Linked DNA regions of Zea mays: regions 1 and 2 are each linked to region 3. The links are chromatin contacts, called in public Hi-C maps. All regions are on one chromosome and are shown on one strand. The core of a region is the stretch at or near the end of the contact, and the rest is flanking DNA. Distances in the headings are between cores, read along the strand shown.

Region 1 (2,700 bases), core at 164-2,663, 140 kb after region 3:
ACTCGGGTTAAAAGCACATACGATGTGAAAAGCATAATCGTGACGAAGGTTGGAGTTGCTCCGAAGCTACGCGCAAGAGAGCTTTGGCTAAATAACGGAAAAAGGAACCGACTTAAAGGGAAAGAGGCTATCTAGTCCTCATAGATTTGCCTATGAGTCAATAGTAAATATAAAGGGCATGAATGTAATTTCTCACAGGCCGCGTACTGTGCCTATAAATAGATGAACAGTACCCCCGTACTGTTCACGCTGACTTGTATTCACTTGTGCGTCACGCTTATACTTTTACCTTCTATCAAACCAAAGGTACATTTGTAATTCAATATTGTTTGTCTTTCTATGATAATATAATGAGAATGAATTAATAATGTTACATGATTGTTTACGTTGTTTCTTATATTTCGTATGCTTTTTCTCTTATTAACATATATTGCTATCATGAAGGTATGTCCTTCATGACCTTCGTCTGAAGATCATTATATCCTAAAGGAAATAATGCTTCGTAGGACGAAGGATATTAACATTTAACATTTTGTGTTGGCTTATTCTTAATTCATAGCATTTGAGAACAAATTCTCAACATATATATAGTTGTGTAGTCCGTCTCTTATTTTTTTACTTAGCTCTCTAAAGACCTCTTAACCGACCCTCCCTCAACATGCTCTTTCACGCTAAAATTTTCTCTGATAAACGTGCATTCTTGTCGGTTAGATTATCATTCAACAATATATTATATTTAATACTTTAAATCTTTCATCACGTAGATTTTAAAAAGCTCCTAAAGGCATGTACAAACTAAAGACCCTAGGATAATTATATAATACAAAAGACAACTAATAAATTGTATGATATAATCTAATCTTCTAGATCGTAAATATAGTTAAGAGACAATAAACATATAAAATCGTGAAAAGACGCGAAGAATCTGTCTCTTTTTTACTTAACCCCTTAGAGCAGTCCCAACCCAAGATACTTATAATTTTTTATAGCCTTCACGTCATCTAAAAACTACTACTCCTCTTCAATGTAAATATCAATATTATTGAACTGAAATTAATACACCTCTTCTCTTATTGTGTCTTAGATATCGTGTTGAAATTAAGTCTTATGTAAGATCCAGTTTTTTACTCTTTCTTCATTTAGTTGTTTATCACTATGTGGCAGCTGAATTAATACTATAAAAACTGAATGACGCGGAGGGTTATGATTGCTCTTGTTAGATCGAAGAGGATTGGAGGAGCACCTTTGATCGACGTAACTGAATAAGTACTTAGATGAGATAGTATATACCATAATAAACCATAGTTTATATCTGCGTTTAGATCACTCGTTTGGTCGCTTCCATCTCAAGTGCTGGTTGTGCAACAGTCATTGCCATCCTCCATCCCTCTGAACTCCGAAGGCCGAACCAGTTCCGACGAAACGGTACGGTGACGGCTCACCTCGGGGGTCTCCATGTCCATGGACGGCCCTGCCACCTCGCCGGCAAGCGAGGTGCCGTTCCGCATCAGCTTCTCCGGCCACAGCGGCCACCTCCGCCTCGACCCTACCCCGCACACGCCCAGCCCCATTCCGGACTTCGTCCTGGTACGCTTGCGTTCCCCGCTTCCGCCCTAAATCACTCCTGGCGTTCGATGCAACCTTTAAAACCCTAAACCCACCGTTGTGGCAATGACGACCACAGCCGCCGGCATACCCGGCCGAGAGCCCGAGCAGCGTGAAGGAGTACCTCGAGAGGAACTACCTCGACCCCGAGCTGCACCTCCCCACCGCGGCCGATAGCGGGAGGGTGTGGGATGTCGACTGGTTTGCCCTGGCCAGGCCGCCGCTGGAGCCCTCCGCCCCCCGCACCATGCTCGCGCCCGTCTGGGTGCCGCCTTTCCGGCGCGGGCAGGAGAAGTTGCAATCCGCGGCAGAGTCGCGAGTGTGGGACCCTGAGTCCGTGCAAATGGAGATGGTCGACGTGTTCGATTCGGGGACCGGGGGGATAGCGCCCCGGATGCCTGGTCCGGCGAAGGACTTCGTCAGGGGGAGCATCAACAACAGACCTTTTCGTCCAGGCGGTCTGCAGGATGACGCCGCTGAGGCGGCTGCGCTGGAAAAGGCGTTCCCAGAGGGTGCAAGGACTGGTGATTGGGTGCGTGAGCTCATGAGCGGTGGCCCGGCGCAGGTTGCGCCTCCAGGGTTCCGTAAGGGATTGGAGCTGGGCCAGTTGAAGGTTTGACCCTTACTTGTGTCTCTTCCACTATATAACCACAATCACCGATGTGGTCATGTGGATGTGCCAAACTGTGCAGCGGCTACTTTTCTTGTAGGGGTATGAAAGCCACTGGAAGTGTTTCCGGGATGGAGAACTTGTAGAGGAGCAACCTGCATCATCATCGAATGACACAATGGTAATCAGAACACATATTTTGCATTTGAACAATCCACATCTGTGCTTACTTTGCCATTGTAGAGTTGTAGCCTTGATTATCCCATTGTTCTGCAGGAGAAGTACTCTGTGCAGTTTGATGATCTTTTCAAGATAGCGTGGGAGGAAGATACTGCCAACAAGTTGTTGAAGGACGGTGTTGTTCAACAATCTGCTGAAGGTGAAGGAATCAATGGTACTTTATTGTTCTCACACATCATATTTTTAAGTTACATGAGTACACTGTCTTGGCAAATTGTAATAGCTAAAAGGTAATGGGACATTGT
Region 2 (2,700 bases), core at 36-2,535, 190 kb before region 3:
ATGCTGCAGCTGCCACCAACAGCAACACGAATCCTAAACCCCTCATCACTTGTTGCCTCCTATGAGCTCATTCCTCCTCCTCCTTTCGTCGACCAAGAAAAGGAAGAAAAAGATGACACTTTTTGTGGTCTTTGTGGAGTGTAGAACACGAAGATTCCTTTTGGCTGCACCAGACTAGCTAGATTTGTCCTTAGAGACGGCCTGGGGTTTGCTAGTGTGAAGTGTGTAGAAGAGTCAAACACCAACACATTGATTAGCAACAAAGAATAGTGAGCTGAAATCAAGGTCACAGATGCTTTTACTTTGAGCATCACAAGAGGTTAGGCCGGATGGCACAAGGAGTCGGCGAATGGTAGAAGTAGAAGGAAATGTTGACTTGGGCACGCGCACCTGCATCTGCCTGCACCCAAGAAATAATAATAAGAATAATAAAGAACACATATCTTTTTTTATATGCTGTGGTCAGAATCTCCAGTATTGTGGACAACATTGGACGGCACAGATCTAGAATCAATGTATTCTGTGCGTCATGATTCGAGCTCTAGCTTAGGCTTAGCTTCGGTTGTTGCCGAACATTGTAAAAAGCTTTGACGTGTTGCTGGGTCGTTTACTCCTGTGGAGGCGTGGAAGCCATGGCCGCTCCCCCAAGAGAAAATAAAAATGTAGCAGTAGCTTGCAAGCGGGAAAGCCAAGAAGGCGTGTCTCGCACCTGTCTCTGACCAAGACGCGCGCATGGAAGAGAAAGCGTCGGGAGGCGGTTGAGATGCGTGGGCGGGCGGGCGGCCAGGCATCCACACGTCTGACGCCTCCCCGCGGTCGGCGCCTCGGCGTGGCAATATACCGGCGTGCCCCGAGCGCGCCGGGGCCTTCTTCTACTCGAGGCGTGGCAACTCCCGCGTGCGCGAGGCCGGCTTCCTTGGACCTGCTGCCGCCCTCGCCACCGGCGATAGCCGCCCGCCGCATCCATTCCCTCGCCTTCTCGCCACGGCGCCAGGCAAACGATGCACAAGAAAAAAGGAGGGACAAAACAAAGAGGGAAAAGAACGAGCGGCGTGGGCCGTTGGCCCATCGGGCCCTTGGAGAAATTAGGCAAGTGGGGCCCAGTGACATGGCCGCTCTGGCTGTCCACGGCCGGTCAGCCGCGAGCGAGAGCTGGGCTGAGCTGCCGTGCGCGTGCTAACCTGGACTGGGCAGCAGGCATCAGACGCATCTCGCGGCATCTCGGCATGTGGAAGCTGTGAAGAGGAGAAGACGCGGAGAGGAGATGCTGCAACAGAAGCCGAACCGAACGAAAGGAAGGAGAGAGAGAGAGAGAGAGAGAAAAAAAAAGGACGGCTCCGCCCAAGGGTCGGAAGGGAGGGAGTTGCCGCGCCGCGGCCGGTTCGATCCTTTGCGCGAGATCGAGCTTCTCCGGTTGGTGTTGGGGCTGGCGACATCTGGGATCCGTCGTCTCTCCTCGTGTTCTTGAGCAGGTGACGATTTACTCTTTGTTGCGTGTGCATGGGTGGGGGTCGATCTGCCTGGTTGTTTAAGGGCGTAATCGCACTGTTCTGTGATTAGTTTAGGACCACCGAGGTCGCAGCTTACTTTTGCGGTGGACTAGGATTCGGGATGCTTTGTGATTTAGCCTTCAGCGGGTGGTAGGACCGTAGGAGGATTCCCGTGGTAATCGCTGGTGAGATTTTGCTCTGGTTTCGGATTTTGGGGTTAGCTTCTGCTGAAGTGCTTGTTCGAGCAAACTAATATCCAAGCATTTAGCGGTGCTGCGTGGTACGCGTACGCCCCCCATTTTAGACTATACTTGAGCTCCAATTGCCCAACTGATATTAGTTTTGCAGTATTGTTTTGCAGATTCCTGAGATACCTACCAACCCCTGATCTCCAATTGCCCAATTGATCCCCATTTGAGTTATTACTAGTTGTTGATTCCAATTCCATTACATGTTTGCCCTAACTAGATATTCCCTTTTCCGTGCAGTTTTCCACTTGCCTGGCAAAAGAACATTTGACTTGGAAGAGCAAACACTGGAAGCTTTGTGGTTTGTCCTAAGTGATCCTATCAAGTTCTCATAGGCTGCATACTGGTACAGCATTTTCTCCTGTGTTTTGGGCCACAGAAGAGGGGGGAGCCAAGGATTTTTCTATCTCGTAAGCCGCGGCCTTGGTGCTCATAGTTACCCTAGTCTGTAAGCTGGAGATTGTAAAAAGCCATATCTGTTCCTCTATCACTGTATATAGAGATCTACATAATGGACGAGAGGAGGACTATTTTGATGGACCGTTACGAAATCGGGAGGCAGTTAGGCCAAGGAAACTTCGCCAAGGTATACTTTGCTCGGAACCTGACCGACGGGCAGTCCGTTGCGATAAAGATGATCGATAAGGACAAGATCACGAGGGTTGGGCTAATAGTGCAGATAAAGAGGGAGATCTCTATAATGAGGCTGGTGAAGCATCCGAATGTCCTGCAGCTCTTCGAGGTAATGGCTAGCAAGAGCAAGATCTACTTCGTATTGGAGTACGCTAAAGGCGGCGAGCTGTTCAACAAAGTATCAAAGGCGAAGCTCAGCGAGGATGCCGCGAGGAGGTATTTCCACCAGCTGGTTAATGCCGTGGACTACTGCCACAGCCGAGGCGTCTACCATCGCGACTTGAAGCCGGAAAACCTACTCCTGGACGAGAACGAGAACCTTAGAGTCT
Region 3 (2,700 bases), core at 74-2,573:
GTTATCTAACAACGAGAAATCTAAATCTATATGAGCAGGAATTGGGCTACAACAGCTTTTGCTCATTTCAAGCTAAAACCTGACAAAGACCTCCGAATGCAACGGGTGGGTCTGAGCATCAGGCTCGCCGAAAAATATCTGGGTATTTGCTGAAGCTCTTTCCAGATGCGATATTTCTTTTTTAAGAAAATCAGGCAGCATATCTGAATGAACCTTGCGCAGTCCTTGAGGGTGATCCTCCTTGGGAGCAATCAGAAATAGTTTCTTCAGACTACTAGACTGTCTAAGCAGAAATGCTACTAGCTGCATCTCATTACGGTGCCCCTTGAAATTTGTCAGCTTGGCTAAGCGAAGGTTTTCTAATCCACCTTTTGGCGGGTCCTCCTCCTCCACCTTCAAGAAGTTCTCCGTGAATGCATCACCGGTGTTTGTCGGGAGCTGCATGTTCAGTGGAGCATGTTGAGAAACAGATCAGATACCCATAAACAAACAAAGCAATCGAATGCAGTTTTTCAAGAAGATAAGAAGAAGAAAAACAGAGACCTGCACAAAGAGGCGCTCTAACTGAGGACACGGGCAGGTCTTGAGGAAGCTATAGATGTCAGCAAGGTTGGAGTTGGCCATCCCGAACATGAGCAAATGAAGCTCCCTCAAGCCATGTAGGTTGCTCTCCATTACATCCTTGGCTGTGAAAGAAGAAACATACTGCAAGGCAAGGCGAACAAGTATAAGCGTAGAGGCGGTGAAATGGGCCGGAAGGAAATGGCGCAAACGCCTGAGCAAAAACCTGGAGAGCAATGCTGCAGAGGGTGAGGACAGTGAGGTTCGACAGGCGAGGAACTGCGTAGGGCAAGTTGGTGACTGGAAGGCCGGTCTCTGGCCCGCCGGAGCAGAGGTAGAGATGCTCGAGAGAGGCCTTGGCGCCGGATAGGATGTTGCTGGAGAGGAAGGCGCCGCTGAAGCGGAAGGACCGGAGGCGGGGAGCCACGGGGACCCGCAGCTCGGTGGTACGGGAGCAGTCGACGACGGTGAAGCTCCTGAGGTTGGGCACGCCGACGTTGGTGAAGTCGACGCGGCGCAGGCGGCGGCAGTAGCGGAGGTCAAGGTCCCGGAGGCGGGGACAGGCGGCGACCATCCGGCGCAGCGCGGCGTCGGTGAGGAAGACGGAGTGGAGGTGGACGACCTCGAGCGTGGCGACCATGGCGTTGTTGACGGCCGTGAGGTTGAGCCCGCGCACCGACAGGCGCACGAGCAGCGGGGACCCCATGGGGAACTGCAGGGTGAGCATGCCCGGGCGGCGCGTGCCGCCGCGCGAGCCGCGGCCGCCGGCGCCCGCGCCGCCGTCTACGCGGAGGTGCAGGTCCTCGGCCTCGCACGCCGCCGCGTAGTCGACGCAGCGCTTGAGGTCCGCCTGCGCGAGCTGCCCGCCGTGGAAGGCGAGCGAGAAGCCGTCGACGCGGCGCCGCCCGCGGCGGTCGATCACCGCGAGCGCGGCCGCGGTCGCCGCGGCGGCGGCGGCGCCGCCGCCCGGCGGGAGGCGGATGCTCACCGAGGACGGCTCCGGCCAGCGGTACGCCCAGAGGCGGCGCCAGCGCGAGGAGAGCGCGCCGGTGCGGATGGCCGATTTGAGCGGCAGCAGGCTCAGAATCTGCAGGCGCAGCACGTCGGGAAGGTCCGAGATGCGGTCCTCCTCCTCGGGCTCCTCGTGGGCCCCTCCTGTCCGGCGCCGCTTCTCGCCGCGCCCCGCCATTCCCCGCTCTTCCGCCGGTCTCGCCCCCTTATCGGCGCCGCATCGGGGGGAGGATTCCGGGGTAGGAGGGGTTCGGTCGGGCGCAGCTACAGAGGTGTGAGCAGGGACGGGAGGAAACGGAAGGGGGAGAGACGTGTGGAGGTGTCTCGCTCGCCGCCTGGCCGCCCGCCCGCTGCGGTGGCCTCTTCTTGTGCCTCGCTTCGGGTTTCCCCCCACCCCGCTCTCTCTGTCTGTCTCCCTGCGCCGTGCGTGCCGTGTTGCGTTGTGGCTGGCTGTTGGTGGGTGGTGCGCTGCGCGGGTCACCCGGCTCGCGCTCCTCCGGCCGCTCGCGTCGGACGGACCCCTTTGCGTTGCGTTTGCCCTGCGCCTTGTGGTGGGCTGCGACGTTGCTTTTCGCCGGGTCGCCGGCTGCGACGTTTTCACGCACACCACAAGAGCCCACACCACCCTCCTCATTTCTCAACCCCCTCCACTTTTTCGCTCTTCCTCTGACCGAACAAAGCAAATAATAAAATGCTGCTAGTTTTAGGCAACGAATCAAATACCTGCTACTTCTGCGGTGGCAAGAAATACTCCTTCCCTTCTATAGTGCTCCTGTTTGTTTTTTGGCTGAAATTTACTGTGTCTGTAATGCCTTTGGTAGCTCTTTATGACTTACGCGTAACGGCGTAACTTGTGTAGAGAAAAAAGGACGGCCAAAACAGTCGTCGAAGATGATTGAGGGCCTTTTTGGAGCGCAGAAGATTTCATGCAATTTGTGTAGAAAATTTATAGGAAATTAGGAATCGATTTTGTCGTCGAGGATATCACACCGCGATGTAGTTAGAGATAAAGGAATGAAGATAGCTAGACCGCTTAATCGGAATTGGGAACGACGCGATAGTAAACACATATTTCTTATATACAAACGCGGCGCAAAAGTGATCGCTTGTGAAGCCACGTCAGTCGAA

Evidence for each region. Hi-C and Micro-C count contacts between places; a contact is called where the count stands out from the background.
Region 1: a contact with region 3 is called in a Hi-C map of tassel, with 4 times the contacts expected there. The contact joins the promoter of LOC100383871 here to the promoter of LOC100274509 in region 3. A contact is called at or near these places in 9 of 25 Hi-C or Micro-C datasets (bundle sheath, ear, endosperm and 3 more) and 1 of 3 datasets of contacts at active chromatin or transcription factors (seedling).
Region 2: a contact with region 3 is called in a Hi-C map of bundle sheath, with 10 times the contacts expected there. The contact joins the promoter of LOC100383954 here to the promoter of LOC100274509 in region 3. A contact is called at or near these places in 18 of 25 Hi-C or Micro-C datasets (bundle sheath, ear, endosperm and 5 more) and 2 of 3 datasets of contacts at active chromatin or transcription factors (leaf and seedling).

What each region holds. Positions count from the first base shown.
Region 1 is chr5:84,049,152-84,051,851 of Zm-B73-REFERENCE-NAM-5.0, reverse strand. LOC100383871 reads left to right here and starts at 1,413. Exons shown (of 22, transcript NM_001362219.1): 1 at 1,413-1,587; 2 at 1,685-2,218; 3 at 2,316-2,396; 4 at 2,492-2,594. The coding sequence starts at 1,456.
Region 2 is chr5:84,382,069-84,384,768 of Zm-B73-REFERENCE-NAM-5.0, reverse strand. It overlaps LOC100383954 (putative CBL-interacting protein kinase family protein), which reads left to right and starts at 1,285. Exons shown (of 2, transcript NM_001176571.1): 1 at 1,285-1,472; 2 at 1,979-2,700. The coding sequence starts at 2,250. It overlaps LOC103626647 (formin-like protein 10), which reads right to left and starts at 1,008. Exons shown (of 7, transcript XM_008647046.3): 1 at 710-1,008; 2 at 1-400. The coding sequence starts at 46.
Region 3 is chr5:84,193,165-84,195,864 of Zm-B73-REFERENCE-NAM-5.0, reverse strand. LOC100274509 reads right to left here and starts at 1,323. Exons shown (of 3, transcript NM_001148867.1): 1 at 788-1,323; 2 at 544-705; 3 at 1-438. The coding sequence starts at 1,288. The coding sequence ends at 73.